Regions from separate parts of the Triticum aestivum genome. Here regions 2 and 3 are each linked to region 1. Evidence: chromatin contacts called from public Hi-C data. All regions are on one chromosome and are shown on one strand. Each heading gives the region's core, a stretch centred on a gene start, on an enhancer-like site or on the middle of the called end of the contact. The rest is flanking DNA. Distances are from core to core; before and after follow the strand shown.

Region 1 (3,080 bases), core at 346-2,845:
AGCTACAAAGGAATGAGAAGTTTCTACAACAACAGATCTGAGAAATCCCAATCCCCTGCTACAACTACACATCTACAGTCCAACACCTACATCGGTGGCGCCGACGAAGAGCGTCTCCCTACAACAGAGCACCGCTGCGATGAGGCATGTAGCCGTCGAGGAGGAGCCGCCAAGCAGAGGAGAACCATCTCAGGGCCGACCAGAAATGGGGGAAAGGAGCACGCGGCCGTACCTGCTTGTGTCGCCGCTGGCAACCGCCGACCCCGAAGCGGTCGTCGTCGCCACCGCGTTGGATGCGCCCGCGTCACCCCACACCACCCGCCGTCGCCGCCAGCCGTCGCCCTACCAGATCCCACCACCGTCGCCCTTATAGACACAAAGGAGCTGCGGGAGCACCGCAAGAGCGTTACAGCTGCATAAATGATTCCTGAAACAACCACCCAGTTTCAGAAATGTCTGCGCGTGACGCGGAAGCGAGGAACACTCTCGTCCGTCTGATCAACACACGATCCGACGGACGCGGAGCCGACGGACGCACAAGCGTTATCAGTCGGTTGAAGGTAAGCTTTTTCCTTATTAATACTTTGTTTGTCTTGTGTAACCTAAAATTGTTTTCTTCCGAAAGACTAGCCAAAATCGCTAGAACAAGGATCATAGCCATATTGTCTCGCTTTTTTTTTTTGTATAAAGATCTAGAATCTGCATAATCAATGAAAAAACCGGCCCTAAATCATTTTTTTGTTGCCAGCCACATGTGCCAATGCCAATGGCACTAAAATAAAAACACTAATGTTAGATCGTAGACGACACATCAATGCACGATATTTGTTAAGGGGTTCACCGATGGCTACATCCTCAGGTAATGACTACGGACGCTCCTTCCTAAAATACCGCAACACCGGCCCCCGGGCGCCGGCACAAGCCACTGGCTCCCTCGCGTACCTAGCTATCAAGTCGTCGTGGATTAGAATGTGTGGTGCCTCTTAACATATAAACGACATAAAATACAACGTGTCCAACTCCTACACGACCCGTATCTACCACATCAATTACAACTCCAATTTCTAAAAAAAGAAAAATCAATTACAACTTTAAGTCCATATAACCCCTTGCGTATAAATATATTCGACAAGCCAATGCCATGTGGTGGTAGAGGAGTCGCACCGTACCGTAGGTAATGCCGTGGCCATCCACGCAGCACGCGTAAGTACAAAATTTGGGTCAATTGCCGTGGTGCCAATCAGGTGGCTCGTTGGCTAAATCGAGTGAACTCCCTGCTCATCCTGTCAATTGTCATAGTCGTGTAAACTCTGGTTGTTTGTGAAATACAGTATATAAAGGAGCCATCTTTTTTGATAATAATAAAAAGTGTAGCAGGAGATTTTTTCTTCTTCTGGTCGGCGATGGTTCCACGCTAGCCCTCTCGGACCCGTTTCTCCCGTCCTCACGCCCCTCCCCCTCGCTCTCTCCGCCGGGGTAACGGCAGGGGCAGACTGAGTCGGGAGGTCGGTCCTGCGCCGTGCGCTGGGCAGTGGGCACCCGGCCGTCGACAAGGGCCGACGGCGAGCCGGCGCAGAATCGTAGGGAGAGCGAAGGGAGGAGGACGCGTCAGACGCGCGATATTATAGCGAGGAGGAGGTGGGCCCCGCGGGGGAATCAGTTGGTGGAGGGGGTGCCCACACCACCACACGCGAGGCGGAGGGGGAAGGAAGAGCTGTCGTCTCGTCTCGTCTCCGGAGGCCTCCCCTAGAAAATACACCAGACGGAGACAAGCGAGACGCCAAAGCAGATACTTCTCCGCACCGCGCGACACGCAGCACCGCGCCCCGGCAGTGGCAGGCAGGCAGGCAGATCTCCTCCCGGCCTCCTCCCGCGCTACGAAGGGACGGCGGCTCTCCCCCCCGCCCCGCGCCGCCCCGGCGGAGATCCCCGCGGAATCTCGCCGCCGCGCGCCCGATCTCGGCCGCCGCCGCCGGTCGCCTGCCCCCCTCGTTCCGGTGCGCGCCTTTCCTGTCTCCGAATCTCTCGGCTTGTTCTTCTTCTTGTTGTTGTTCAAGGAAGCGAAAATCCCCGGAAATTATTCCTAGGCGTTGCTTGTTTCCCCCCCTCTCCTCCGTTCAGCGTTTGCTCGTACCTTAGGGTGATCGATCCATGCCGCGTTTGAGCACGGATCGTGGGCAGGTGGGCGCATGCATGCGCGGCGCCACTTGATTATTTCTGCCGTTTGCGGCATTGGAATTAGCATTTCGATGGTGGGGGAATTCGGGCCGATGCCTTTATTCGTTTTCTCCCATCTCTCGTGATTCCGTTTGTGCTCCTGTCTCTCTTGGACCCACGCACCTTTAGATTCTGCTTGGTTGTGCATGGTTGGCTGCGATGCAAAATTTGAGCTAAGAATCAGATTATCCCTCGCTTGATTTTGGTTACAATTCGAGGCTCAGAGAGTTGGAAATCATATATGCTCCCTATTCTGCCAGAATTTCCTTCAGTGCATATTCAGATGATCAGTCACTTCGGTTTGTTGCATGTTCCTGTCTTCTGGGGCTATTTTTTGTAGAGTGGTCTGAACAATCGACGTTATTGGAAAATATTTCTTCAGAACAAAATTTATGGCTATATCTCGTGGATTCTTGAGCTCCACTAGTTGCTACGTAGCTTCTAACTGACGCAATTTAAGTCTGTTCTGACTTCTCCAACAATTTTTTTTGGCTCAATCTGTAGCTTTCCAGTATATCTGGTGGTTAGGATTTGGTCAAACATGACTTCGCAGCTAAGCACGTTGAGCAAATGCAAATAGTCCTGGTTATACGTCTAGTATCTATCCATCCTTTCATGATAAAGTATTGAAAAGGCACATCTGCTTTTGAGTCACTTTCTTGTTCCAAACATAACAAAAGAAATTGAACTGCACAAAGTTTGGAGAACGAGACATTTTTCGTTTCCTTTGTAATTACATACAGGATACCCTTTCTTGCATGAGGATGCATCGATTATGAGGTCTCATTTTTGCTGCTTTTTTCTGAACCCATATCAGGGCAGTACTTCTACACCTCAAAATGATGATGGGTTTGCTGGCATTT
Region 2 (3,149 bases), core at 419-2,918, 290 kb before region 1:
TTACATAGTCCATCTATTAGAGTGTTGTAAGTGATGACAGTAGGAGAACAACCATTGTTTGCCATCTCGCCGTATATTCTTACAGCATCACTAAACTTAGATGCTTGGCAGAACCCTTTTATTAGTGCATTGTAAATATGAGGATTCAGTTTGCAGCCATCCATAGATATCTTTTCATATAACTTAACTGCATCGTCTAGTCTCCCATCATTGCACAGTCCACTTATCATGGATGAATATGAGAATGCATCTAATTTTTTACCACTGGTCTGTGCTTCCACTAAGATTTGAAGTGCCTTGTTAGCAAAGCCTTTCTCACATAACCCATGGATCATAGTGCCAAAACTCACCATGTCAGGAGAGGACGAAGTGTCTTTCTCCAATAGCTCCCACAATTCTCTAGCTTCATCGACCATGCCACCATCAAAGAGCCCCTTCAGCATTATATTATACGTTATCACATTACGGATGCCAGAAACACTGGTAGAGTCCCAGAATTTCCAAGCCTCTCCTACTCTCCCAGCTTGGCAGAACCCCTTGATGAGTGAATTATATATGGCAACATCAGGAACAAGCCCAGTCTTGATCATCTCTGAATATACCCTTGCTGCACCATCCACATCCCGTGACCGGCACAAACCGTGAATCAGAATCCCATAGGTAATCATGCCGACTTGGTGATTATTTGCAATCATCCTCTCCCATACCTCACCCGCCTCCTTAAACCTCCCAAGTTTACACAAGCCATCAAGCATCGCATTGTAAGTGGAGGGGTTGGGACTTGAACCAGGATCTCTCACCAGCTGCTCCCACACCCGCATAGCTTTCTCAAACTCACCATTCCTGAAACACCCTCGGAGCACTGCATTGTAACAAACCGCATCAGGCTGCACTTCATAGGTCGGCATTTCGTCGAGCAGGTAAAGTGCCATGTCCAAGCGGCTGTGTTTGACAAGCCCAGACATGAGAGTGGAGTAGGTGACGCGGTCTGGAGCAACTCCGCGGCGGCGAACGGAGTCAAAGAGCATCAGAGCTCGGTCTAGGTCCCCACGTCCGCAGAGGGAGCGGAGGATGATGTTGTAAGTCTGGAGGTTGGGGGCAATGCGGCGCCCGAAGGCGCCATGGGAGAGGGACGCGAAGAAGGCGTCAGCGTCGGAGAAGCGACGGGCCCGCACGAGAGCGTCGAGGAGGGCGTTATGGGAGCGGACGCCCGGGTTGCAGCCGAGGAAGGCAGGGAGGCGGCGGAAGGCGGCGAGCGCGGCGTCGGGCATGAGCGCGCGGGAGAAGGCGGAGAGGACGACGAGCGCGGCGGGCTCGGAGAAGCGCGGGCGGTGGCGGAGGCTCGGGAGGAGGCCGAGGAGGCGCGGGAGGCGGGCCGGGGCGGAGGTGGCGAGGCGGCGCAGCAGGTGGAAGAGGAGCGGCTGGGGCGGCGTGTAGGCCGGCCAGGTGGAGACGAGGAGCTCCAGGTGGGCGAGCGCGGAGGCTGGGTCGGGCTCGGACTTGATCAGCTCGAGGAGGCGGTGGATGGGCGGCGTCTCGCCGCCGGGCTGCGGCGGCTCGGGCTCGGGCTGCGCCGGCCGCGGCATCGGGTTGAGCGGACCGTGGCCGCGCGCGGCGGCTGCACGCACGGGCGCGCCAGGCGTCTGGTGGTATTGCGGTTTGGCTTGTGAGTTGACGGCGGGGGCTAGGGTTTTTGGGTTGGCTCATTCATGATCGCATCCTGGCCCTGCGGCCTGCCAAGAATGTCGGGGGGAAGTTCTGAAACGACTGGGCCTCCATTTGAATTGAATGGGCTTCCTAACTAATCTAGCCGCAAGGCCGTTTCCGTTGGCGGAAATGGTGCAGAACCTGGCCCAGCCATTTGAGTGTGTGTTTTTTAAAGAAAGAAGTCCGTTTTTCACCCCAAAATGTAGCTTGAGGGACAAATACCTCCCTGAACTCAAATTTGGTACGATTTTAACCCCCAAAATATTAAAACCGGGTAAATCTCCCCCTCAGATGGTTTTGCCTCAATTTTTGGTTTTGCCTCAATTTTAGGCGGTTCTGTGGCCAGAAGTGTGACGTGGCATGGTATTTGGGTGTGCAGACATAGATAGTTAGCGACGGCGGCGATCTTCATGGTCTAGGAATAGATCGACGTGCGGTGGGACGGGCTGCCGGCGCCCCTAATGCTTTGCCACCTGTCGTTCCTCTCCCACCGGTTGTCGCTCTGGTCTGTGGCTGCAGGTAGGCGGCTCATCCTCGTCGTGGGGTTCACGTAGCCGCTCGTATTCGACCCGGCCGCAACGCCCGTGCCGTGTTGGATGGCGGACTCGCGGGTTCTACTCGCTCAACGCAGGTGATGGACAGCGGGCGCAGCTGCTTGTTCGTCGGGGGCGTCGGCTGCAACCTCGTTTTCGCGTGCGCCGGGGAGATATGGGACTCCGCCACGCCGTCTACACCATGGGAGCCACCCCCTCCGCTGCGGGACGGGGCGGTTCATCCGGGATGCCACACATGTCGTCTGCTCGGGCGGAAGACCTATATGGTCAACCTACGCGGCAGCTACCGGAACCGGAGCACAACATCACGGAGAAGAAACTCGGGGTCGATGGGCTTGCCGAGGAGGCGTCAGCAGCGCCACGAACACTAGAGGGATCTCAAGGGAGGCAGCAGAGGCGTCGGGGCTCCACAGAGCTAGGGAATCAGGCGCGCCGGCGGCAGATCCAAAACGAGGAAGACGACGTTCCCACTGTAATTCAGGGGGCGACTCGCACAAATGACTTTGCCAAAGTAGGCAAGGGAGGCGTGGCGGAGATGCTTGACATGGTAGTGTGGCTCAAGGTGGCCAGTGGACGCATGGGCGGCAACGGCGGCGGTGCTGGCTGCAGCACGGGCGCATGCGGGGCATGCGATTCCCGTCATGAGAGGGTGTCAGAAGGGTGGGGGGAATGGGAAGGAGGGGCTGGGGCATCTGGGGCGACGTTGTGGCACCCCGGTGGGGGGCATCGAGGGCCATGGCTGTCGATGAACGACACATAGGAGAGATGGAGGGAGGAAGAAGATGACGTCTTCTCCCAATACCACCAAAATTATAACAAAACCGCTCTAGGGTCAGATTTATCCGGTTTTGAGAATTTCAGGATTAAAATCGTACCAAAATAGACTTT
Region 3 (2,967 bases), core at 456-2,955, 410 kb after region 1:
CGGCAGCAGGACCGACCTTGTCTCGCGCCCGGCAGCAGGACCGAGCTTGTCTTGCACCCGGTGCAGCAGGACGGGTGATGGAGGCCATCTTTGGGCCGACCCTTTGGGTCTCGACGCCGGGGGGCGTCCAGGGGTGTGTAAAGGAGCGACCTTTCCACTCATCTCTTTGGTTGGGGTAGCAACGGGTCTCGGGTGCGGTGGTGTCAAGGTCTTGGATGCCGGGGCGGCGGCCTTGGTGGTGGTAGCGCGGTGCTCATGGGCAGAGCCCGTGGCTTGGTGCTGCCCGGTGACCATGGCCGTGTGGGCGGCATGGTGGCAGGGGTGTGGCGTTCGGTGGCGGTGAGTGTTTGCTGGGGTGAAAACCTGTTCTATCCTCGGACGGACCGGCTGCGGCGTAGCGCGTTACCTTCTTGAAGGCGTCGTCGCGGCTCTCACCGGTCATCGTGTCGCTTCAGGGGAAACTCTGACCCCCGGGTCAGGCGGTGGCGGCGCGATAGCGTCGTAACTTTCTTGGAGGCGCCGCCTTGGAGCTCACGGTTCGTCATGTGCGGCTTCATCTCTTCACGGTGGCGTGTTCACGGTGGAGGTCCTCGATTGCTCTTGTAGTGTTAGGTGTGGTGTTGCTGCGCTCAGCGCCTATGTATCCCGCCTTGGGTGTGTGCGTGTGTTGTTGTGGGATGTGTTTGTACTTAGGCTGTGGTTGATCTGTGCTTTATATATAAAGTAGGACGAAAGCCTTTTTCGGTAATACCGGAAGGAGGAACTGGAATGTGTTTGTGGCAAGACAGTCGAAACCCGCTACGCACTCATCGCTCGTTGTGATAAGTGTAAGTGCCTGCATAGTTTTTGTTTCTCAGCTGGAACACACGCATGATTAACTAACAAAGATACCCTTTTTTTTAAAGAATATAAATTTCAATGATGGACTCCTTGGTGCCTGGTCCAGTGTTTTTATAAAAGTACAAGAAACCTAGAAGGTTAAAAGAATCTATATTTTCTTGGTACCCTCATGCGTTCTAAATATATTTACTTTTTTATAAAATTCCATATTAGTTTGTATGCCATGACAAAAGGCAGTTTTTTTATGAAAAGGGAAAAGGACAGTTTTGTGGCTTAAAAAAGAAAAAAATATCTTGACACACTACACATGTTTATGCACTTGTGTAATTGTTTTAAGAACTTTGGAGGTTCTAAAATATGTTTTCATCTAACTAAATATCTAGAAAATTGTGTACAAACCAAATATCTAGAACTCTGGACACGTTTTGGCGTGCTTGTTTTCATTTCGGTCCATATATACTTCATATTAAAATATCCAAAACGTATTATAATTCTAACTGACGTGCTCCCCCTTTCATAAATACTTCATCTGTTTCAGAATATAAAGTGCATAAATTTCCATGAAAGTCAAAGCATATGTAGTATATTTGACCAGGATTCTAGAATAGAATATCAACATCTGCAATACAAATTAAATAAAATATAAAGATACATTTTACAATGGATTTAATTAGAAATTTAATATTATAGATATTAATACTTTTTTCTAAATACTTCATAAAATATGAACATAATTGACTTTTGAAAAGAAAAACCGAATACACCTTATATTAGAACGGAGGGAGTACAAGAAAGGAATAAATACCCTTCAGTGTCGGATTATAATACCTCGGCCTGCCACCGCGTGACACCCACCCCATATTAGGCCCGCACGCTTTGTTTCTCCCCTCCGTTTCTCCCGTGTCTCGACAAGTGCTAGGGTTTCACGCAGCCGTTCCCGCCGCCGCCTCCCACCTCCCACCGCCGCTGCCTACCATCCCCGCAGCCAGGACACTCCACGTCTCCGCTCCCGCCCGCCACCACGTCCTCTGCTGCCTACCGTCGCCTCTGGCCACGTGTACCGAGCACCTACGCCAGCATATCGCCGCCGCCGGATCCGTCTCGCCGCCGCCTAGCTGGATCTCGCCTCCGGTCTCACCTCTCGATCGTTCGATCGGGATGCCGCAAGAGAAGCCCGTCCAGTATGTTCCATCGGGCGATGATGGACCTTCGGTCACGCCGCCGCCCAGCTCGATCTCGCCTCCGGTCGCCCCTCTGTATCGTTCGATCTCGACTCTGGGCTCCAGGTTTCACCCCGATCCGCCACTCGGCGGCACCGCTCCCGCCCCACCGCCGCATCCCATGAGCGGTTCCGCTCCCGCCCCGCGGCAGACCGCCGTCCCCGCTCTGCCTGCTCCCACTCCGCAGCGGACCGCCGGCCTTGCTCCCGCCCCGCGGCGGTACGCCGGCCCTGCTCCCGGCCCGGGGCGGTCCCCCGGCCCTGCTCCCGCCCCGCGGCGGACCGCCGGCCCTGCTCCCGCCCCGCGGCGGTACGCCAGCCCTGCTCCCGCCCCGCGGCGGTCCGCCAGCCCTGCTCCCGCCCCGCGGCTGACCGCTGGCCCCGCTCCGCCGCGGACCGTTGCCACCCCACCAGGCGGCCCCACTCGCTCCTCGCCTTGGACGGTCGCCATGCCACCAAGCGGCCCCGTCTCTTTCTCCCCGCCGCGGACCGTCACCACGCCACGAGGCGCCCACGCTCGCTCCCTGCCGCGGACCCTCGCCACCACACGAGTTTGCCCTGCTCGCTCCCCGCCGCGGACCATCGGCACCGCTAGCTCCTCGCCGCGGACCGTCGCCGAGCCACGAGGCTGCCCAGCTCGTGCCCTGTCGCAGACCGCCATGCCACCAGGCGACACTGCTCGTGCCCCGCCGCGGACTGTCGCCATGCCGCTCCACGGCCGCACTCCTGCCTTCGACCATCATCTTCCGATGCTCCTGCCACTGGGCGATGATGGAGATGGAACAAACAAGGTGTGGACAGGGGAGAAGAGGCGCCGCAAGTACCTACCCCCATCATCTTCCGATGCTCCTGCCACTACCCAGCATCTTCAAGACCCGATTTCTCATGCGACAGACATGGAGATGGAG

Evidence for each region. Hi-C and Micro-C count contacts between places; a contact is called where the count stands out from the background.
Region 2: a contact with region 1 is called in a Hi-C map of leaf, with 4 times the contacts expected there. The contact joins the promoter of LOC123071445 here to the promoter of LOC123071442 in region 1. A contact is called at or near these places in 2 of 5 Hi-C or Micro-C datasets (both in leaf).
Region 3: a contact with region 1 is called in a Hi-C map of leaf, with 6 times the contacts expected there. The contact joins the promoter of LOC123071440 here to the promoter of LOC123071442 in region 1. A contact is called at or near these places in 2 of 5 Hi-C or Micro-C datasets (both in leaf).

What each region holds. Positions count from the first base shown.
Region 1 is chr3B:644,916,423-644,919,502 of IWGSC CS RefSeq v2.1, reverse strand. LOC123071442 (ethanolamine-phosphate cytidylyltransferase) reads left to right here and starts at 1,595. Exons shown (of 10, transcript XM_044494998.1): 1 at 1,595-1,997; 2 at 3,035-3,080. The coding sequence starts at 3,057.
Region 2 is chr3B:645,203,297-645,206,445 of IWGSC CS RefSeq v2.1, reverse strand. LOC123071445 (pentatricopeptide repeat-containing protein At3g09060) reads right to left here and starts at 1,668. Exons shown (of 9, transcript XM_044495006.1): 1 at 1-1,668. The coding sequence starts at 1,586.
Region 3 is chr3B:644,509,057-644,512,023 of IWGSC CS RefSeq v2.1, reverse strand. It overlaps LOC123071440 (histone lysine acetyltransferase CREBBP), which reads left to right and starts at 1,705. Exons shown (of 13, transcript XM_044494996.1): 1 at 1,705-2,967. The coding sequence starts at 1,999.